Linked DNA regions of Mus musculus: regions 2, 3 and 4 are each linked to region 1. A link is a contact called in public promoter capture Hi-C data. All regions are on one chromosome and are shown on one strand. The core of a region is the stretch at or near the end of the contact, and the rest is flanking DNA. Distances in the headings are between cores, read along the strand shown.

Region 1 (5,602 bases), core at 1,390-3,889:
AGTAGTTAAGAGCACTGACTGCTCTTGCAGAGGTTCTGAGTTCAATTCCCAGCAACCATAGCGTGGATCACATCATCTGTAATGGGATCCGATGCCCTCTTCTGGTGTCTGAAGACAGCTACAGTGTGCTCATATACATAAAATAAATACATCTTTAAAAATATATATCTAAATTGAGTCACTAGTTTCAATTTCATCAACACTTGTACAGAATGAGTTCTAGGACAGCCAGGGCTCAAAACAAACAACAAAATGCCAGTATCTCAGATCCTCCATCAACCTCACCTCAAGGATGCTAGGTCGTCATGGATAACCTTGAACTACTGAACCACCTACCTCTATCTCCTTAGTACCAGAATTACAGACATGGACCACCATGCCTGGTTTGCTGTGAACCACAATCTTAACTAAAGAACTCTAATTAACATAAATATTTCCTAGTGTTCAATAGAACCAGGCCATCCCCACTGCAGACAAGAGTAACAAAAATCAAAACGGATTTGGTTTTCTCCGGGGATGCTTTTTTTTTTTTTTTAAATTTCCAGGACCAGTGGAAGAGAGCTGCCTTGAAGATATACAACCACATTAGCCTGCTATAGGCAGGGCCCTGCCCTAGCTGATTATGAACTACATCAGCATAAAGTTTTGTTGGGGACCATCCATTATCATTCAATAAAAACCAGACTCTTCGGTTAGACATGAGTCAGAACATCCACAGAAGGCTTTAGAAGGGTGTGTGCGCCACATCCCCTCAGATGTTTCCTTTTTACAGATGGTTCTTCCAGGTTTACATACTTTTGTGGTTGTTTTGACACAGAGTTTCATTTAGACCAGGCTGACCTTGAAAAGGCTGGCCTTGAACTCCTAAGCCTCCTAATTCCATTAACGGAGTTCTGGGATTCTAAGGCTGCAACATCACAACTAGCATCCTGTTTATGTGATTAAGGTCTTCTCTCCTAACATGCATTCACTCCTATGTGAGCTGGTTATCTCCCTTCAGAGCCACAACTGGGTTTCCAAGGCTGAAAACAGGTTTCTCAAAAATCAAAAGACTGGGGCAGCGGTCAAACCTTCTCAGGCTGGAAAGACATCCAATGTCCTTTCCTCGTCTTAAAATCTTTGGGTGGAGGGTGAGTCATACCTTTTAATCCCAAGAGGTAGAGGCCTGAGGATCCTGTGAGTTCAAGGCCTGCCTGGTGTACAGGGAGAGTTCAAAGATAGCCAGGTGCTATGCAGAGACCAAAATCAACAAAAATATTCATTGGGCTGAAGATTTCTTATTCTGAGATATCATGTAGCAAATGTACCCCAAAAGTCTCTACATTTTCAATGTCCTCCCTGTACATATCCAATTCTTTGTGATCCTTGGCTCTGTTTCCCAAGGCATAGGTTCCATACTTTGGCTAATCAGTTTACCCACACCTCCAACACTAACCTCCATCTAATCTATTTCCATTCTCTTCCTTGTGCCCCACCACCTACATCATCTCAGTGGTCACTTTGACCAAAGTAAGCTCGTCCCACATGGTGAAAAGCCTGCTCAGCGGTTAAGAACACTTGTTGCTCTTGCAAACAACAAGGACTGGCTCAGTTCCCTGCTCCCACATGGTGGTATGTAAGCATCCTTAACTCTAGTACCAAGGGATTCGATGTCCCTGGAACCATCCATACATAGAGTGCACACACATTAAAAACAAACAAACAAACAACAACAACAACAACAAAAACCCAAACAACTAAATCTTAACAATTCTCGCCAGGCGTGGTGGTGCACTCCTTTAATCCCAGCACTGGGAGTCAGAGGCAGGCGGATTTCTGAGTTCGAGGCCAGCCTGGTCTACAGAGTGAGTTCCAGGACAGTCAGGCTACACAGAGAAACCCTGTCTCGAAACACGCCCCCAAAAAAAATTCTCTTAAAGCTTTGTCTCACATCTACTTCCTGACAAGTTATGTCCCAAATATAGCACCTTCCCTTTTACTTCGGGATGCGTTCATTTACATATCGTTTCTGGGAATTCTGGGGACGGGAGAGACAGTCACAGTTTGAAGACAAATCCTCACTCAAACCCGGAACTAAAGTGAGGCGAGTTAGACCAGCGACAAGGTCCGGGAGCAAAATGTTGAGGAGGTGCCGCGCGACCCCGGGAATCTCGACCCTGACACTTGGGCGTCTTAAGAACCTCTCACACTTGGCGGGCATCTCGGCCTGGCCACCCCTTCCTCAACATCACTCAAAGCCTCTGCGAGCCCGAGCCACCCGGGCCTCTGGCCCTCCCGCTTACAAGAGTCAGGGTCCCCTGGCAGACGCCAAGGCCCACCCACGTTGGCACGGGCCACCAGCCGGGTCCGCCCCCGCCGCGCCCCCTCCGCCACGCGGCCCCCCGCAGCTCGCACGCGCTGTCGCCCCGGGTCCCACCACACTCGGGACGACAGGCTTCGCGCTACCCCGGGTCAGGCAATGGTGTGGCCCTCAGTTTCCTCATTTCTTCGCCTCCCCAGCCCTGAGGTTCAAGCGTCACGCCAAGCCCAGGCCCGGCCCCACCGCCCAGCCCCGTCTTGTTTACTCACTCACCCTCCATCCTGAGACGCAGCCACCCGCCACTAGGACGCCTGCGCGCTACGGCCACGCCCCTGCGCCGCGGCCACGCCCCGCGCCTCCCCTCCGTGCGCGTGCGCACTCTGAGGGTGGATCACCTGGGCTGCGGTCTTCGCAGGTGTGTGTTTTCGCTAAGGTGATGTAGCTCTAGTCCGACACTTTCCTAGGTGGCGCTGTCAGAGAAAAGTCATCCTGGAGCCACAGATCTCTTCTTGAAGACTTTATTCAGCAGCGCACCATTGCCAACCGTGTTTAGACAACTTACAAGTCAAATTTTGGAAGACAGCCTGCCTCTGCCTCCCAAGTGCTGGGATCAAAGGTGTGCGCCACCACGCCCGGCTTGAGAATATTGTTTTAATATTTATTTATTTATTTATTATATGTAAGTACACTGTAGCTGTCTTCAGACACCCCAGAAGAGGGCATCAGATATCATTACGGATGGTTGTGAGCCATCATGTGGTTGCTGGGATTTGAACTCACGACCTTCAGAAAAGCAGTCGGCGCTCTTAACCGCTGAGCCATCTCTCCAGCCCTCGAGAATATTTTTTAAACCTCTCCACAAGATACTTAATATTACAAAAAGGGAATAGTAACTATAGAGGCAAGAAATATCCATCATCAGAAACGAACAGGTTCTTTTTTTCAAAATATTTTATTATTTATTTATTTGCGTATGTGTGTTTTAATACATGCTATGGTGGTTTTTGGTTTTGGTTTTTTGTTTTTTTGGGGGGGGTGGTTTTTCGTTTTCGTTTTGTTTTTGTTTTTTTCGAGACAGGGTTTCTCTGTGTAGCACTGGCTGTCCTGGAACTCATTTTGTAGACCAGGCTGGCCTCAAACTCGGAAATCTGCCTGCCTCTGCCTCCCAAGTGCTGGGATTAAAGGCATGCACCACCACTCCCCGGACTTTTAGTTATTTTTTAACGATGCATTTGTTTGTTTTAGTGTGTGTGTGTGTGTGTGTGTGTGTGTGTGTGTGTGTGCCTGGGTGTATGTATCTGTACCATGTGTTTGTGGGCATACTTGGAGGCCAAAAGAGGCCATCAGATCCCCTGGGACTGGAGTTGCTAACCGTAGTGAGGTACCATGTAGGTGCTGAAGATCAAATCTTGGTCCTTTTTAAAGTCGCCTTTGTTCTTATCCACTGTACCATCTCTCCAGCCTCCACTATTCTTTTCCTTTTATCAAAAACTTTGGAGGTAGGTATAGTGGTGGCACACATCTTTAATCCCAGCACTTTGGAGGCAGAGGCAGAGGCAGGTGTCTGCAGAAAAGGGACTGAGGTGCATATTTTACATATCAAAGTGGACCTGGCCTCCAAGTTCTCCCAGCAACCCTTCAGTTCCTACCTGGCATACCCTGCCCCCAACCCTGAACTTTCCAGCCCAGGGGCTGGGCTGCTGTTTCTCCAGAGAGGTTCTTCCCTGTATAATCCAGACATTTCTCATGCTGGCGCTATCCGGCTCTGCTCGCGCGCTCAATCTCTCTCTCTCTCTCTCTCTCTCTCTCTCTCTCTCTCTCTCTCCTCCCTCCCTTTCTCTTTTCCTTTCTCTCTTTCCCTCTTCCTCCCTAGCCCCACTTCCCCATGGCAACTCCCCTAGCCACAATCCTTGAGGGCAGAGAGCAGCTTCCTAACAAAACTGCCTTTAATTAATATAATCTGGCTTGAATTGGCTCATTTCACCGGCAGCAGAGAAATAACCTATCAATAGGTAGGTAGATTTTTATGAGTTCGAGGCCAGCCTGGTCTACAGTTAGTTCCAGGACAGCCAGAGCTACATAATGAAACTCTGTCTCAATAAATGAATACAGAAAGGAAGGAGGGATGGGAGGAAGGGAGGGAGGGAAGGACAGAAGAAAGAAAAGAAAAAGAGAGAGAGGAAAACCAACCTTTGGGTTTCTAGGCCAATGAGCTGGCTCAAAGTAAAGGTGCTTTCTGTGCAAGCCTGGTGACCTGGTGACCTAGGCTTAATCCCCACAATCTACACAAAAGTGAAAGGAGAAAAGCAACTCTACAAAGTTAATCCTGGGACCTCAAAAGTGGCCATGGCACTCCCACCCACCCACGCACACCCACTGCTGCTGCTGCTGCTAGTAGTAGTAATAATAATGATAATAATAAATTTAAGCCGGACGTGGTGGCACATTCCTTTAATCCCAACATTTGGGAGGCAGAGGCAGGTGTATTTCTGAGTTCGAGGCCAGCCTGGTCTACAAAGTGAGTTCCAGGACAGCCAGGGCTACACAGAGAAACCCTGTCTCAAAAAACCAAAAAAAAAAAATAATAATAATAATAATAATAATAATAATAATAAGTTTAAAAGCAAAAAAGCCATTTTATTGTTTTCCTCTTGTATCTATTTGTCCAATAACCAATTAACTTAAGTATTCCTTTATGCTGTTTTGGGTCTTTTTTCTTCTCTGTAACCTTGGCTGTCCTGGAGCTCACTCTGTAGACCAGACTAGCCTCAAATTCAGAGATCTGCCTTCCTCTTGCCTTCCAAGTACTGAGATTAAAGGTATGTGCCACCATTGCTCGGCATTCCCTTATAATGTTTAATCAATCTAAGGGACAGCCTGGGCTTTCGGCGTTGTAAAAACATTTGAAGTAATTATAGAATGTAGCCAAGTTTGAGACCCACTGCATTGCATTTATAATTAGTGAAGTGTTGCCAGAGACAGAATCTCTGAAGTGATAGAAATAAGATTGAGCCAAAGGTGCAAGAACACAGGCAGAGGTTTCCTGGATTTCAGTTCAGGAGCAGAAAGGTCTCAGCACTGACCAAAGAGATCAGACATTTTCCCCAACAAAGAGGAATAAGCTTCTATTGATTCACTGGGGTGGGCTAAAGGGCCAGCCTCACCTTGCCTGGAGAAGGTCAGGTGCTTGACCGGATACAACTGCGACAAAAACATGAGACTGAGGTCAAAGAAATCACACACCAAGCTTTTAACAGGGAGAATGCTGAGCTAGGGGCCCTAGCTTCTTTGCCTTCTATCCTC
Region 2 (5,482 bases), core at 1,480-3,979, 170 kb after region 1:
CCTGACTAAGACATACGCACACACACATGCTATATACCACACATATTACATACATATACACACACCATACACATATCTATCCCCACATACATCACACATGTACACACACACACATACTCACACTACACCCCACACACATAAACAACTATACACACCACACACACATAGATAGAGAGAGAGAGAGAGAGAGAGAGAGAGAGAGAGAGAGAGAGAGAGAAATCAGAAAATCCCTTAGGTATCTCACTGGACAATCAGGTCTTTCAGCATGCTGAGCAAGTACTCAGCCACTAAGCTACATCATCCCCAGCCTGGCTTATTTGTTTATCTTGTTTGGGTTTTAGAGGAGTGGGGTCCATTTTTCTTTTTTTTTAAAATATCAACAAAAAAAATCTTAGAAGTATTTTAAAATCTTGTTTACCTGTCTTGTGTGTGTGTACACATTTGCAGTCAGGTGTCTGTGCCACTGTCGCACATGGAGGTCAGAGGGCAACTTGCTGAAGTTGGTTCTCGCCTTCTACTATCTGGGTTCCAGGGCCGGCGCTTGGGTCCTCAGGCTTGGCAGCAAGCGCCTTTCACCACTAAGCCATCTCACCAGCCCAGTTCTTAACATCATGGAAACTTTTACCTAAAAGAAGCGTAAGCCACAAGTACCACATATGGAAGAACTGTGTGAGTTCCTGATGCTTGTCCATGGACTTCATTTTCAAAAGTGGCTATGATTTCCAAAACCTGGCTCATTTTCTCATGTACATTCTACAAAGGCTGCCTTTTCTAAATCTTGTTTTATATAAAGTAATTAATGCTGTCAGTTAAAAGCAACCTGGACTCAGCCAGGTACACACCTTTGTTTGCTCCCAGCACTTGGAAGGCAGAGGCAGGTGGATGGCTGTGAGTCTGAAGCCAGCCTGATCTACAGAGCAAATTCCAGGATGGCCAGGGCTAATAAAGCACCCATTGATTACTACTTAGAGACATCGAGATTGTGTGTGTGTGTGTGTGTGTGTGTGTGTGTGTGTGTGTGTGTACCTGTGAGGGAGATGCATGTGGAGATGAGAGATCAGTCTTGGGCCTTGTTCCTTCTCAGGTACTGTTATCTTACTGTTTTTGAGTCAGGGTCTCTCACCAACCTGGAACTTGGCAGGTAGGCTTAGGTTAGTTGGCCAGAGGCCCCAATGATGTACCTGTCCCCACCTCTTCAGCACTAGGGTCAGGAGTCTGCACTATCATATGCAGCTTTTTAGGCTGACGATGAGGACCAAACTCTGGACTTCCTGCTTGTGTGGCAAGCACTTTATCGGACAGTGCCATCTCCAGAATCCTTACATCCAGATTCTTATATAGAAAATTTACATAGAGCAAAGGATACGGGAACTAGGCAGAAACACGGACCTTTGTTGCTGCCTTTGTGTCCCAGTGAAGAGCTGGGAGGCTGTACGAAGACGAGGAGAAAATGTGATCTAGGGTCCGAGGAAGATGGAGTTTGAGAAGCTGAAAAACTAGAGGCAACACTCAAACCTCACTTTAAAAAGAACATACAGTGTGTGTGTGGGGTGGGGGGGGACTTTTGGGATAGCATTGGAAATGTAATTGAAGAAAATACGTAATAAAAAAAGGAAAAAAAAGAGAAAAAAAAAAGAGAGAGAAAAAAAAAAAAAAAGAACATACAGGAGCCAGGCGTGGTGGTGCACGCCTTTAATCCCAGCACTCGGGAGGCAGAGGCAGGCAGATTTCTGAGTTCCAGGCCAGCCTGGTCTACAGAGTGAGTTCCAGGACAGCCAGGCTACACAGAGAAACCCTGTCTTGAAAAACCATGGCCAGTGGTTAAGAGCACTGGCTGCTCTTCCAGAGGACCTGAGTTCAATTCCCAGTACCCGCATGGCAGCTCACAACCCTCTGTAACTCCTGTCCCAGGGGAATCAAATACCTTCATACAGTCAATGGACAGAAGATAAAGATAAATAAATAAATAGAACCCAGAAACCAGGCAGTGGTGGCACAGCCTTTAATCCCAGCACTTGGGGGATGGGGCAGAGAGTGAACAGGCAGATGGATCTCTGAGTTCGAGGCCAGCCTGGTCTACAGAGTGAATTCCAGGAGAGCCAGGACTACACAGAGAAACCCTGTCTCCAAACAAACAAGTATCTATCAAATGGACACAAAAGAATCCAAAGGAACACTGGCAACCAAGAAGTCAAGTGCAGCCTCTGAATTGCTTCAGGGGCAGGCACCATTTTGAGGCCTCTGAGCTCGCTAAATGCTGGAGATGCAGGAGCAAAGGCATAAAATGTCCATGTATCAGCAGTGTGAGCATGACTCTGTGGCAGCTCCTACGCTCAGGGGCACTGAAGCCCAGGCACCAAAAATAAAGGTTGAGGAAAGTCTAGAACTCCTTAAAAGGAAAAATGACAATGCCATGCTAAGCAACACACATCTGGCGCCCTGGCTATTTGGGTTGTCCAGGCAGGAGGACAGCAGAATCCAGGAAGTCAAGGCCAGGCTGGGCAATATAGCAAGACTCCTACTGAAAGAGGGAGGGACAGGGGCTGGGAGATGGTTCAGTCCACAAAGCGTTTGCCATGCAAGCATGAGGACCTGTGCACACACGTGTAGCAGCACACATGGAACACGTATGCACATGTACACATACACACTCAGAGTGGGAGAGGAGGGAGAAGGTAGGGACAGAACATAGTTTCCAGAAGACTACAAGTCATTTCTTGTTTGCCTGCTTGTGTTTTAGAACTCCCCTTATGTTCTACATCCTAGGAACCAGGAAACCATGCCTGCCTAACTGGACAAGGGCTCTTTTATCCTTGTTATTCCCCTTATTTAATTAGTTCATTAATTAACTTGGAGACGGGATCCAGTCCAGCTTCATCAGCCAGACTGTGTACCAAACTGAGCTACATTCCAAGCCTTCTCTGCCGCTGCCAGAGGCGTCGGCAAGCACAGGCTCCCAGCGCCCTCTGCTGTTCTATCTGTCACAAGGGAAGGGTTATTGGGACTGACATTGCTGAAGGGTCCTCATCTGGGCAAGAAGCTGTAAGGGCAGAAGAAACTGCAAAGCTTTGTACAAAACTCCGGACGAGCTCACTCGCTTGGATCACAACACAGACACTGAGAGGAAGCAGTGGGAGCCAAGGGCCTGACCTTTGCCACGATGATGGTTTTTTTCAGACTTTCTAAGCCGAGTAGAAACCTTCAAGACATCCAGAGCAAACGCATCAAAAGTGGAATGTTAGGATCACTTAATGCTATGTGTTAAGCAGGGTTCCAGAAACAAGGAGGAAAAACAGCAGACTCAGGAAGAGGTAGAAAGAACTACAGGCTTACCTTTAGAGCCCCATAAAGATCAATTCCTGGAGCCCAGGAAGACAGACTAGAAGGTAAGAGCATTTGCTGCACAGATGTGAGGACCCGAGTTCGAATCCCTAACACCCATGTAAAACATGGCTGCACATGCCTGTTTCCCCAGCAGTGGGAGGTGGAGGCAGGTGGGCCTGGAGTTCACTGAGCATTGGCCTACGTTAGATAGTGAGCTTCCAGTTCAGAGAGAGACTGAGACAGAAAGAGTCTTTCTCACAGGAATAAGATGGAGAGGGGTAGAAGAAGACACCTGACATTGTACTTAGGTCTCTTCATGTGCAAAGACAGACCAGAAGAAACCCTGGCTGTGGAGAGCTTTTGGAGCCCACTTGGTGGAAATTTGACATTGGGCCAGGACAAGGAAGTAAGCTTGGGCAGGAATCTAATTTTAGGCTAGAACAAAGAAGTAGGCTTCAGGCAAGAATATGACTTTGGGCTTTTACCTCTTACTCTCTTGCTCTTACTCTTTCTCCCCTGTTCCCCCTCTCTCTGCCTTCCCTTCCCCCCTCTCTCCACGTGTTCATGGCTGGCCTCTGCTTCCCTACTCTTTCCCTCTCTCTGCCTTTGTACAATAAATGCCTTAAAACCAAAAAACAAACAAACAAACAAGCAAACAAAAGAATATGACTTTGGGCTTGGACATGGAAGTAGGCTCAGATATCTTGGTCATCCTGATAATGCCTTAGAAACAGTGATCGTGGGACTTTGTTTATTGCCTTGCTTGTTCCTTGATGATTTGTGTTTATTGTCTTGCTTGTTTCTCAAACTAGAGCTGACTTTATCACTTGCATGTAACTAAAATGGTATAAAAGCAGATTGGGAAAAATTTATTTCACCTCAGCCTCAGAACAGGCTGGGGTCATGCTACAGTCTTGTCTAATTGTCTTTTTCTTTTGAATCCTCGCTCCTGCAGCAGCCTCAAGCCAGCCTGACTGACCTCCTCCTCCTCCTCCTCCTCTTCCTCCTCCTCCTCCTCCTCCTCCTCCTCCTCCTCCTTCTCCTTCTCTATAAGGACAAAAATTAATCAGTATCATCAAGGTGGGAACAGGGCAGCATCCAGGCAGGCATGGTACAGGAAGAGCTGAGAGTTCTAAAATCATCTGAAGAGAGTTCATCTGAAGGCTGCTAGCAGAATACTCTACTCTCTACCTTCTAACAGCTGCCATATTTGAAGGGTCATGGACAACCCAGTTTCTTCTAGGCTCTGAGCAACTTTGAGGCAAAGGAAGGGCTGCTAGTGGCCATCCTGTTGGAAGAGAAACCAGCCAGCCTGTGTATATAGTTTGGTCTCTTCAGCACTAGTGGTCCAAATGCTAGCAATCAGGGGATCAAATCCTCCCCAGGCCTCATGATGCACCCACAACTCTTCCCTGACTGCTTCTCCTTAATAATATTATCTACTTCCCTGTTCTGTTTGTTTTCCTTATTTATTTATTTATTTTTATTTATTTATTCCAAAATCACCAATGGGCCAGGCAGTGAGGGCACATGCCTTTAATCCAGAGGCAGGCAAATCTCTGAGTTCAAGGCCAATCTGGTCTACAGAGTGAGTTCCAGAACAGCCATGGATACACAGAGAAACCCTGCCTCGAAAAAAAAAAAAACTAAAAAAAAAATAAATAGAATTTTTAAAAAATTCCACAATGGATGCACCATTCCTGGAGGTATTGCAATACCAGATCGATGCGTGGAGTGCACAGAGCAAGCTCCTATTCCAACTCCTAATTCCAAAAGGGGCTGGAGAGATGGCTCGGCGGTTAAGAGCACTGACTGCTCTTCTGGAGGTCCTGAGTTCACATCCCAGCACCCACATGGTGGCTTACAACTATCCTTAATGAGATCTGACACCTTCTTCTGGTGTGTCTGAAGACAGCTATAGTGTACTTACATATAATAATAAATAAATGTTTAAAAAAAATATATATATATATTGTCCTTGGATAAAGGACATATCAGATATGAGACTGATAAGAACAGATACTACATTTGATCTTATCCAAAAGGCCAAGAAGCAATTATTCTCCTTAAAAGTTAATTTTAGACTTATTTTGTGTATGCGTGTGTATTTTGCCTGTATAAACGTATGGGCACCATGTATGCTCTGGTGCCCAGAGAG
Region 3 (5,414 bases), core at 2,461-4,960, 200 kb after region 1:
ATAGAGTGAGTTCCAGAGCTCCATAGTTAAGATTCTGTATCAAAAGTAAATAAATAAAATAATAAATCTCTAATTTCTCTTGTTTCTGCTAAATATACAATGAGTCAAAAATACAGTATATTAGCACCAGCACGTGGCCCACTGAGGAAGTTCCAATATCCCGGTCTGGGCCTTGATAATTCCCCAGCTACTGTGTGCAGTCAGACGCAGAATGGTTAAGATGACCAGCAGGTGCTGTACTTCCTACCTCTGCATAATGTTCCACCTGAGCCAGCTCCACCTCATCGTCTCCTTCCCAGTCTCTCCAGTTATCGAAGTCCACAGAGAGCCACACAGGCTGTAAGAGGAAGTGCAGACCATCACAGCAGGGAGGACAGGAGCAACAGTGCAGGGAAAGGGTGGGGGCATGTGCATAGACAAGGAACTCAGTGTGGTACAGGGCCCCCAACCTGCCCTCCAATGTACATCCACAAATGTTCACCAGAAACAACTCAGTACCAACACCAATGCCAAAAATGCAGGGTCTGAAAAAGCAGAGTTCTACCCTCCAAGGGCTGATGGACTGGGGTGGTCAACACAAAGCATCCTAGGATTCAACCAAGCAAGATGTCTGAGTAGCAGTGAGCTGGGAATTGAAACTGAGTCCTATGGAAGAGTAACCACTGCTCTTAAAAACTGGGCCTCTCTAGCTGGGTGTGGTGGCATACTCCTTTAAACCCAGCACTCTGGCTGGAGGCAAAGGTAGGTGGATTTCCAAGTTTGAGTCCAACCTGGTCTACAAATTGTGTTCTAGGATAGCCAGGGCTGTTACAGAGAGAAACCCTATCTTGAAAAAACAAAAAACAAAAACCGAGAGAGAGAGAGAGAGAGAGAGAGAGAGAGAGAATCCTAAAACAAAACAAAACTAGGTCATCTCTCCGGTCTCATAGTTTATAATTAAAATATTAAAATATTTATTTATTTATTTGGAAGGAGCATGTCACTTTACACACAAATGGATGTTACATTTGTGGGGTTTGGCTCTCTCCTTCCAGGATGTGGGACCTGAGCCTCAAACTCAGATCAGTAGCAAGCACCTTTACCTGCTGGGCCATCTCACTGGCCCCATAATCTACATGCTTTTAATGTCAGCAACAAATAAAAAAAATTACAAATGTCAATAGCCAGTCAATATAATTTTTAAGAATTATTTATTTTATCTTATGTGTATGAATGTTTTGCCTGAATGTATCTGTGTGTACCATGTGCCCATGAAGACAGAAGAAGGTGTTAGCTCTCTTCGAACTCAAGTTACAGATGGTTGTGGGCCACCACAGTGGGAACTGCCCATTGAACTTAGGTTCTACAAGAGCAACCAGTGCTCTTAACAGTCATATGTCCAGAATAATTTTTAACTGTGAAAAAAAACCCTACTAAATAAATGTAAAATCAAGATTCAGTTAGCAGATGGCCAACTTTCAGCTTTTAGAGGAGTAGCTGCTATCAAAGGGTCTTAAGTGTGAGAAAGACAAAGTCAAGGTTATGTTTAACAGAGCCCACTGAAAGCGATGGAAAGAGTGGCTAAGAAATGAGACAGAAGGGCTGGAGAGATGGCTCAGCGGTTAAGAGCACTGGCTGCTCTTTTGAAGGTCCTGAGTTCAATTCCCCGTAACCACATGGTGGTTCACAACCATCTGTAATGAGATCAGATGCCCTCTTCTGGTGTTTATGAAGACAGCTACAGTGTACTCATATAAATAAAATAAATCTTTAAAACAAACAAACAAAAAAGAAATGAGACAGAAAATAGGCAACGATAATAATACCTGTAATGTCATACACATGCTTGCAATATCAATGTTCAGGAGGCTGAGGCAGAGGGATGGCAAGTTCAAGGCCAGCCTGAGCAACAACAAAAGAGCTTGACTCAAAAACAAAAGCGAACAGACAAAAACCTACTTCCCCCAACAAACCCTGGTGGTTGCTGTCTAGACTAGGAGGAAATATATAGATTTCAGAATAAATAGAATATCAAATACACACGACCCAGAGGACTCCCTAAAATAGTGACTGGAAAGAAGCCAAACACAGCTCCAGATATAACTCTGATGCTTGGGTGCACAGAGAGAATGCTCAGATGAAGGGAGAGCACAGGAGTAGACCACTCCTGCACACACACTCACCTTTATATCCTCCTTTGTGAGCCTAGGCCAGGCCACCTTCTCCTTCCATTTCCTCACAAAGCAAGTAATGGAGCGACCAGAACGCTTATCCTGGGAGTCCTGTCAGACAGATAGCCTTATTTTTAGGATAAACTTCCAGTCTCCTTGCTTGGCCAGCCTTTCTTGTTCAGATATGACTATCCTTACCCTGCCCTCACCTTGGAGTTCACCTTGGCATAGAATTCAATCTCGTTATACAGCTCCACTCCATCACCATTCCTGCAGCTAAAGTTACAGTAAAGAGACATAGGAAGTGACAGGATAAGTTCTTGAGACACCAGGAGGATAGGAACGGTTCTTGAGACCCCAGGCCAGTCCACAGGGGAAGACTACTACCTGAACACGACGCGGTGGTCCTCAATGAGCACACTGACGTCGGTGCTGTCCTCAACGCAAAACTCCATGAAAACATATTTGGGTCTGTCGTACCACAGAGTCCGGGCAGGCTGCCTGAAGAGGTTGGAGGTGGGGCTTGGTAGGGGTGGGCAAGACTGAAGGCAATATGGAAAGGTGGAGGGAGGAGACAGTAGAGTCGTACGTGGTGCCACTGAACCAGACAGAGGGGAGTAGTGGGAGTGGGCAGAGGTGGCGAGAATAAACCCAGAGAGCCAAGGGAAGTAAGGAGTTAGAAAATACGTTCAGATCTCACCACCCCCTCTCACCCACAGTCACAGAGACGTGGAGTCTGGGGTGCTGGTGGGCAGACTCAGCGGCTTCTACAAATGTGGGAGAGGAAATCTGCAGGAAAACGGACAGGGGAATATGTAGGACCTGTATGATGGCGGCCTGAAACTCACCGTTCCATGGTGACTCCAGCTGCCCCGTGGCTTTTGGAGTCCCAAGAAAAGGCCTCTATCTTTAGATTCTAGGAGGCTCCTAGCAGCTGCCTCTCCTTATATGGTAGGAGGAAGGGTTGCGAGGGAGGGAAAGAAAGTTGGCTTGACAGCAAGAGTGATTTGGACTCCAGAAGGACACCGGGAGCGTTTTCTACATCTCGGGGTCTCCAGAAATAAACATATCAGAAATACAATATCTACTCTCTATCCAGGGAAAGGGCTACTCTAGCCCCTATATGCAGGAAGTTACTTGTTCTCGGTTTCATTCACTTGTTCCTCCAACTCAAAGTGTCTAATTCACAAAATGCATTAAAGTCCCGAGGGGGCGGGCCCTCCCGAGATTGGAGGAGTGCAAGACCCGCCCACCACTCGTCCAGGCTTCCCTGCCAGAGCCCGTTGCCATGGCAGCAAGGGGGCGCCACTGACGTGCGGGCGGCGTTTCCGGGAAGATGGCGACGGTGGAAGTGGCTACGGAGCTAGGAACTGTGGTGACCGCTGTCGGGCCTAAGGCGAAGGACGAGGAAGAAGAAGAAGAGGAGGAGGAGTCGCTGCCACCATGCGAGACTGTGCGCTGGGCTCCCGTGGGGGCAGTGGCCGAGGCCGGTCCTGGGGCGGCGACGTTCTCGGAGGCGGCGGCAGCCGAAGAGCCTGGAGCGGCTCCGGGCTCTCCATCCGACGCGACTGTCCGCACGCTGAGGCGGCTGGAAGCCGAGCGGCGGCAGCTGGATTCGGCCCTGCTCGCGCTGTCCTCGCACTTCGCGCAGGTGCAGTTCCGTCTGCGCCAGGTAGTGCGCGGGGCGCCGGCGGAGCAGCAGCGTCTCCTGCGCGAGCTCGAAGACTTTGCCTTCCGCGGCTGTCCTCACGTCCTGGGTTACGAGGGGCTGGCAGACCCTTGTGGCGGTGACGAAAGCGATGTGCTGCCGGGGGACCGGCCACGGGTGCGGGGTGAGGACCAGGTGAGTGTCTGCCGCTAGTTCCGGATGCGGATGAAGATGATGCAGGCGGGGAGTTTGTGGGTGGTGATGCTGACACGGACCGAGGTAGAAAGGGTGAGGAGCGACCGAGCTGGAAGTACTATAGGCACGTGTATGCAAGATAGAGAGAAGAGTCAGGAAGATGCAGAAAGACATATGGCGAGCCTTAAAGAGTATTGAAAAGGCAGTTGGTAATGGAAGCCGTGCTGCCTCTGTCGACTTTGAGGTACTTGAGTGTGTATTTGTGTCACTCTCTCTACCCTGAAGTATATACCCTGAGCACTTATTGATAGAATGAACATTGGGAACGGGAGAAGTGTTAAGTGAAAGGGAAGTGAATTGGAATCCATGGAAATTGAAATTAATGCCCCGTGCTTTTTTTGGCATATAGATAGGCTGTGATCTTTATGCTGTCTTATCTCAGTGACGGCTTTGGTGAACAGACACCATCCCTTGGCAGTGGAAAGAAACACACCTGACTATAAGGATGTCCTGACAGTGTTTTCAGACTGCTCTGCCATCCTGGTTAATAACGGGGTTCTCTGAACGGGGCCTTCTGACTGACCAGTGCGTTCTTCAGTACACCGAAGAAGCAAGGAAATTCTGTAAACCACAACGCGGGAAGATTCCTTACAAACTTTGAACGTCTGGAAGCTGGAAGTTTTGAGACAGGCCGCCTTTTCCGCTTCCTGTTGTGCAGATTGCAGTCCACATGTGGCTTTCTTCCCACTCAAAATGGTTTAGCCAAGAAAACTTATTGGTAGGAGATAGTGACTTATGCTGATCTGAAGTGTTTCCAGTTCCTTCCTTCTCATACCCATATACCCTTGCACAAGGAGCAGTCAACCACAAGTCAACAGACTTAAAAAGTGGCCAGGCCCTGTCCAGTATTGAATGCCATGGAAGGTCCTGGGCAGAGATGGTACTGTCTCTATTTTTTATTGTCACTTTCAGAAAAAATTGTCAAGGTAATGACATAAAAAAATTGTCCTCGCTCTGCCAATTAAGCAGCTGTATTGTTAAGTACATTCTTTGGGCAAAATGATATATTTTTTCTGCTTTGGGGGGGGCAAAGGGAACAGTCTTGGGGGTGGCACCCAGGAAGTTGCATGTTGTAGACAAGCACTCTGTCACCAATTAAGCTATGTCCTCAGCTCTTGAAAATTATTATTATTGATTTTTTTTAAAAGACAGGCTCTCTGACCCAGAACTTGCTATAGAATCATCTTGAAGTTTTTTTGGGTTTTAGTGTGTGTGTGTGTGTGTGTGTGTGTGTGTGTAGGAGCACAGTGCTGGTGTCACAGCCTACTTGTGGAGGTCAGAGGACAGCTTTTAGGAGTTAGTTCTCTCCTTAGAATGTGAGTTCGAGACATCAAGCACAAGCCATCAGGCTTGGTGTTCCT
Region 4 (5,923 bases), core at 3,219-5,718, 220 kb before region 1:
CACTCAATTGGACTGGTCTGGCTGATGAGTGAGTGCCAGGGATCCTCTTGTCTCTTTTTCCCCAGAGATAGGTTTATTCATGAGCACCATGCCAGGCTTCTTTTTATATGAGTCCCGGGACTAGATCCAGACTCTCACGCTTGTGTGTGGCAAGCTCTGTACTAAATGAGCAATCTCCCCAGCTCTCAGAAGAAAATTCTTTCCTTTCCTTTCCTTTCCTTTCCTTTCCTTTCCTTTCCTTTCCTTTCCTTTCCTTTCCTTTCCTTTCCTTTCCTTTCCTTTTCCTTCCTTCCCTTCTTCCCTTCCCTTCCCTTCCCTTCCCTTCCCTTCCCTTCCCTTCCCTTCCCTTCCCTTCCCTTCCCTTCCCTTCCCTTCCCTTTTCCCTTCCCTTCCCTTCCCTTTCCTTTTTTCTCTTTTCTTCTCTTTTCTTCTCTTTTCTTCTCTTTTCTTCTCTTTTCTTCTCTTTTCTTCTCTTCTCTTCTCTTCTCTTCTCTTCTCTTCTCTTCTCTTCTCTTCTCTTCTCTTCTCCTCTCTTCTCTTCTCTTCTTTTCTCTTCTCTCAGATCTTAGGACCAAACCAGAACTTTATACTTCCTAGCAAGAACTAACTCTACAACAGAGTGAAAGCCCAACCCCTATAAATTCATATAGTTGAAAAATTATGTACAGCAAATTTCTTTACTAAAGTCTATACAAGAGGTCTAATGGGTTGAACAGTTATCCCTCAAATTTATAGCTAAACTAAGCTTGTGAATGTCCCTTATTTGGGAATAGAATATTTTTCAGATATAATTAAGACAAGGTCCTATTGGACTCACGTGAGTTGTAATCCAGTAAGTGATGTCCCCATAAGGTGGAGAAAATGTGGACATTAAAAAGATAGGAAAGAATGAGAAGAGGGTGTGTGTTCCAGTGTATCCCCAGAGTGCTTCCAAAAGCCAAGGAATACCACTGATTGATAGGGATTACCTGGAGCTGGAAAAAATGGAAGGAGTCTTTTTCAGAATTAGGACCACACAGACACCTTCATTCAAATCTGTCTAAATCAAGTGCAGTGGGCTACTCCAGCAATACCGGCACGTGGGAAGTAGAGGCAGGAGGATTGGGAGTTGCAAGCTAGCCTCAGTTACATAGTGAGCTCCAGGCCAGCCTGAGCTACATGAGACCCTGTACAACAAAACCCTCCACAAATAAGCTACCCACTCTGTGACTATTATGATAGTTAAAGGACAGTCATCCAGGAAGTATACAGACAGGAGTGATATGAGCAAATATTATTCTTCAAAACTCTTTCTTACTCTCCTCTGGGCCCCATGGAAATCTAAGTTGCATAGATTTAGAAATATAAATAACTGCTCCCTGGTGGGAATTTATATAATTGCCACACATTATTCAGAGAGAAAAATAGAAAGATAAAAAGCCTTTTATATTTACTATAACTACAGTAACAATTCTTGTAACTTTGTGTTTAGTTTTTGAAACAGAATCACATGTAGCTGAGGCTATCCTTGAACTCTTGATCCTCCTGTCTCCATCTCTCAAGTGCTAGAACTACAGACATTTGCCAGCATAGCTTGTTTATGACTTAAATTATCTATCTATCTATCTATCTATCTATCTATCTATCTATCTATCTAGAGTGTATGGACATGTGCTTACGTGTATGCACAAGCACAGAAGTCTCATCTCACTGGCCTTCTTGTGACTTTCCAACACTCTATTACTTTGATCCTTCTATCTGCTATCTATCTACGTTGTCTTGATAGTGAAGAACTGATTAATCTTTGTTATTTAGGTGTCTAAGCAAAAGCTCAGTTTAGACTTGATAGTTTTGCCTAAGTCTCAAATGGAATTGCTAAGATCTTTTTGGGGCCATAGGCATACTCAAGAACATCATATTTTATCATTTTGTTTTTGTACTTGTTTTTTGTTTGTTTGTTTGTTTGTTTGTTTTGGTTTTTTGAGACAGGGTTTCTCTGTATAGCCCTGGCTGTCCTGACACTCACTTTGTAGACCAGGCTGGCCTCAAACTCAGAAATCTGCCTGCCTCTGCCTCCTGAATGCTGGGATTAAAGGCGTGCGCCACCACGCCTGGCTTTGTATTTGTCTTTGTGAGATTGGGTCTCACCCTGTTGCCTAAGCCACCCTAGAAATTCTGGGCTCAATGATCCTACTGCCTCTGCTTTCCACATTCAGTAGACTACCGGTGCTTAACAATGCACCAGTACACCTGACCTAACAGCATTTCTTTACTTTTTTTTTTTTTTTCTATGCTTAGAATTTGAACCTCATTCATGGTTAAGCATGTGTTTTATCTCTGAGCCATACCCCCAGCTTCAAAAACATTTACATTTTATCTTGTTGGATAATGCTACGTCCTCTGATCAAGGGGTATATCTACCTCCTAGGGTTATTGTGATAGGTAAAGGAGTCTGTATTTACAAAGCATAGCGGAAACTTGCTGGCACATAGTACAGTGTTAATTATTGCACTCACCTCTTTCCCCTGCAATTTCTTTAGATGCTTTGTTGATCTACTCGGCCTGGTGTTCACTAGGAGGCAATCCTCCTGCGTCAGCATTCCAAATTACTAGGCTTACTACAGGTGTGAGCCATATACCCCCACCCCCACCCCCAAGTATTGAAATGTACTTCTCAAGATATTTTTTTTTTTTTGGATGGGAAATGTATCTGCTCCATTTTCGTATCTGTGGTACCTAATACTGTCTCACAGTTGTAGACTTCAACAAATATATTACCCATGAGGTATCATCTAACAGACAGAAATGCCCTCTCTGACCATAAAGAAAGGTGGAGGATAGAAAAATAGACATGAATCCCAAACCATAGACATTTGAAATTAGTGAGAGGCAAGATGGCCAAGATTAGAGCACGGAAAGAAAATAGATGAACACTGGGGAAAGATGTCTAGCAGGAGATGAAAGGAAGAAGAAGAAGAAGAAGAAGAAGAAGAAGAAGAAGAAGAAGAAGAAGAAGAAGAAGAAGAAGAAGAAGAAAGTCTTAGCTTAACAGGTTAAAGTATTTCAGACAAGCCTGATGCCCAAGTTCAATTCCTGGGTAACTCGGGGTTAAAGAGAACCAACTCCCACTAAGTTGTTCTCTGACCTCCATAATAACTATTATTATTATTATTATTATTATTATTATTGGACCTCTAAGAGGATGTACTTTCAGGGAAACCACGGCGTGGGGTGTAGAAACAACTCAAGTGAACTATAGTCCGGGATAGGCTTTCTTACAGGTAGTGTATGAAACACTTGTTTGCGGTTAGGAAGCAGCTGACTCTGAGGTTAGCTTTTTTTTTCTAAGTCTACGAGGAAGGAAGTGACAGTCATTGTGAAATACTTGGCAGGATTTCAATTGTGGGTCCCTGCCTGTAGAAGGAGCTTCAGAATGTGAAAACCGTAAAGCCTAGGTCTCAGAAATGCTGCTTCTCGAGAGAATTGTAATGAAGCAATACCTTCAATTACCATGTGCAGTAGAAAAATTCAAATAAAATGTTCACTGTGTCCATCATTTTGTTCGGGCTCACAAAACACGTTTTGTAATACTTCTGCCAAGCAGATAAAAATTATCAGTACAAGTTGCTTTTTTTTTTTTTTTTAAATCCGAAATACCTCCTTCACTACACTTGAATCTCAATGAGTTCCGCCACCCACAGAGACTGACTGACCAGTTCTCCAAGTTCCTCCTGATGTTTCTGCTGACTCCCTACTCTTCTTTAATTGGGGGGAAAGGACTCTATCAATATTTAGAAAAGGAGCTTTAAAAAAAAAAGGTAGGTATTATTTTGCATTCAAAAGATATATGAGGAACTGAAAACTCCTACGTGGTCAGATGGGTTCACAGAAACCTAGTAAGCAAGATAAAAATAATTACTTTGTCAACATGTGGTCTTCCGGGGATTTTTTTTTTTTTTCCAATTTGGATAAGTGTAAATCCTAGGTAGCTGCTGGAAGAATGAATCCGATACTTTGTAAGTGGACGAGATCCTATGTCTCTAATATAGGACTTATCTTAAGTCGCTCTCCAGTCTGGGGCTCAAATATTTTCAGAGGTCTAAGAACGACATAGGATGCGTATACGTAAAGAAGACTAGCTTTGAGGCTCCCTTCAAGCTCTCAGATCATTCTATAATGTGCCCATTTCTTTCATGCTGCTTTCTCCAAGAAAAAGTTGTGAATTGGTTCTCTGGAAAGTAGAGATGGCAGGTAACCTTGCTCCGAGGATAATAGAGAGAAAGGATTCTGATGGGCTCAAAAGGCAAACACTTCAAAAGTCACACGCCCAGCCCAGATGACTTCCAAACTGGGATAGAAATCACAACGCCGGAACAAAGATGGCGACTGCACACCAGGACTCGCCCGAGCCCCATAGACTCTGCACTGCGGCAGCAGGGGAGAGGCAGCATCCTATTGGTCAACTGAGATGAAATCATCTCGGGGGCGGGACTCGACGGTGGCGTGGGGGCGGAGCCTTGCTTGCGTACGCTGGTCGGCGACTCTGCTCAGCCTGAGCCGGGGTCGCTTTGCTGCGGCGGCTGCGGTCGCGGCGGCGGCGGAGCCGGCGAGAGGTGAGCTGGGGTTGTAGAAAGAGCGCTTCCCCGAGTGGCTTTCGAGGGGACGTGGAGCGCACTCGGATACCTCGGATGCTTGTCAGAAGAATTAGCCAGGATCTTAGGTCTCTGAGAAAAATATGGGGGGCTCATCTCCCTCTTCGGACACCCTTCCTGTGGGCAGAGGAACTGGAGGGCCACTGCTCAGGAATGACCCGGGAGAGGAGGAGGCGAAAGGACAGAAGAGATCGGATAGGCAGAGTGATCTGGGGGGATTTCTTAAAGGGTCTTACAATTTGGGGATTTCTTCCCTAACCAGGAGACAGGTTATGCCTGGTCCAGAAAATTTCTGCGCTCTCACTGTGCAGCTTAGAAACGAAGAGGTGAACGACAAATGCTCCCTGCTAGAAAGGGAGGATTGGAGAATCCGAGCGAGAGTCCTCCTGGGAGGACCTTGGGTTTGGATCACCCTTTTGCAGAATTACTTTCTTCGTACTTCATTTCGCGACCCCTGGAAACCGCTTTTCCAAATTCGTATTGTGTTTGGTTTCAGTGGGGGTAGAGATAGTCTTGGAGAGGCCTGTAATCATGAAGGAACAGGAGGAGGGCGGTAACTCACTGGAGGCTGTCAGCCCTGTCAGCCCTGTCAGCTATGCCTGTCAGACATGATTTCATTTATTTTGAGGTTGTGGCATCTATCCTCGTTCAAGGTGGAAAGGACTGGTTATAGCTTATGTGGGTGATTCATATTCTTAAGTCAACCCACATAATCTCTTGAGAAATGCTTGCTTTTAGTCGAGTGTGTTATTTTGCTCTCCTTGAACACCTAATGCCGAAAGGATTTGTTTTTCGGGTTCCTCAAAATGTCTTCCTGCCTTCCCGAAGGGCAAATCTTCTCGGAAACATCAGTCTTATCTATCGATTAACATGGAATTTGCATGACGTTACGACATTAAAAGTGATGCAGTGCATGATGATCTGTTGAGGATAGATACTGCAGATGCTGCTGTACCGAAGCTGAGCGGGGAGCTTATCGCGAATAAATAATTGCATTTTCAGTACCACTGATAGCGCCAGCTGCTGACCTGAACGGAAGCCTTCAGGCTCCTAGGAGAGACTTGACAGATAGAAGAAGGCAGTTGTCTTTGAGGATGGGGATGAGTCGCAGGAAGCTGCAGAGGTGGAAGGCTTTTCCTCCGGCTTGTTAAAAGTGCTTTGTCATTACCAACGTTTTCCTGTCATGCCTGAATTGAAATTAAGCTGTGTGGGCTCCTTTGTCTTTTTTTAAAATGATGTTAATATGTTGGAGTTCCTTAGAAGAGGAATACTGTTTTCCCAGGAGTTTGGAA

Evidence for each region. Promoter capture Hi-C pulls out the DNA fragments that hold promoters and counts their contacts. Capture Hi-C pulls out chosen DNA fragments and counts their contacts.
Region 2: a contact with region 1 is called in a promoter capture Hi-C map of 3T3-L1-derived adipocytes, with 4 times the contacts expected there. The contact joins the enhancer-like site here to the promoter of Ezh1 in region 1. A contact is called at or near these places in 21 of 39 promoter capture datasets (the 3T3-L1 cell line, 3T3-L1-derived adipocytes, the C10 cell line and 15 more), 3 of 15 datasets of contacts at CTCF or cohesin (the NIH/3T3 cell line, large pre-B cells and stem cell-derived epiblast-like cells), 90 of 484 Hi-C or Micro-C datasets (the AML12 cell line, B cells, the Ba/F3 cell line and 52 more), 11 of 115 datasets of contacts at active chromatin or transcription factors (the SCID.adh cell line, astrocytes, bone marrow-derived dendritic cells and 8 more) and 4 of 9 other capture datasets (adipose tissue, embryonic tail, liver and 1 more).
Region 3: a contact with region 1 is called in a promoter capture Hi-C map of hematopoietic stem and progenitor cells. The contact joins the promoter of Ptges3l here to the promoter of Ezh1 in region 1. A contact is called at or near these places in 11 of 39 promoter capture datasets (the C10 cell line, the HPC-7 cell line, cranial neural crest and 8 more), 5 of 484 Hi-C or Micro-C datasets (the AML12 cell line, the G1E-ER4 cell line, embryonic somatosensory cortex and 1 more), 6 of 115 datasets of contacts at active chromatin or transcription factors (the 230-238 cell line, bone marrow-derived macrophages, effector CD8 T cells and 3 more) and 3 of 9 other capture datasets (adipose tissue, liver and macrophages).
Region 4: a contact with region 1 is called in a promoter capture Hi-C map of liver. The contact joins the promoter of Atp6v0a1 here to the promoter of Ezh1 in region 1. A contact is called at or near these places in 6 of 39 promoter capture datasets (the C10 cell line, the HPC-7 cell line, hematopoietic stem and progenitor cells and 2 more), 4 of 115 datasets of contacts at active chromatin or transcription factors (epiblast stem cells, extraembryonic endoderm stem cells, memory CD8 T cells and 1 more) and 3 of 9 other capture datasets (adipose tissue, liver and pancreatic islet).

The regions. Positions count from the first base shown.
Region 1 is chr11:101,223,824-101,229,425 of GRCm38.p6, forward strand. Ezh1 (enhancer of zeste 1 polycomb repressive complex 2 subunit) reads right to left here and starts at 2,640. Exons shown (of 21, transcript NM_007970.3): 1 at 2,573-2,640.
Region 2 is chr11:101,392,387-101,397,868 of GRCm38.p6, forward strand. It overlaps the pseudogene Gm51949 and the pseudogene Gm25475. Among named protein-coding and RNA genes, the nearest start is that of Aarsd1, 22 kb to the right of the region's middle. Within about 2 kb of position 2,730, at least 12 of the 459 cell types and tissues checked have an H3K27ac peak or open chromatin away from gene starts, as enhancers often do. A contact at or near this core is called in 3T3-L1-derived adipocytes, adipose tissue, brown adipocytes and 3 more, where this site is marked.
Region 3 is chr11:101,421,618-101,427,031 of GRCm38.p6, forward strand. It overlaps Ptges3l (prostaglandin E synthase 3 like), which reads right to left and starts at 3,711. Exons shown (of 7, transcript NM_001357574.1): 1 at 2,999-3,711; 2 at 2,538-2,651; 3 at 2,360-2,426; 4 at 2,163-2,261; 5 at 248-337. The coding sequence starts at 3,006. It overlaps Rundc1 (RUN domain containing 1), which reads left to right and starts at 3,468. Exons shown (of 5, transcript NM_172566.4): 1 at 3,468-3,993. The coding sequence starts at 3,487.
Region 4 is chr11:101,004,973-101,010,895 of GRCm38.p6, forward strand. Atp6v0a1 (ATPase, H+ transporting, lysosomal V0 subunit A1) reads left to right here and starts at 4,469. Exons shown (of 22, transcript NM_016920.4): 1 at 4,469-4,592.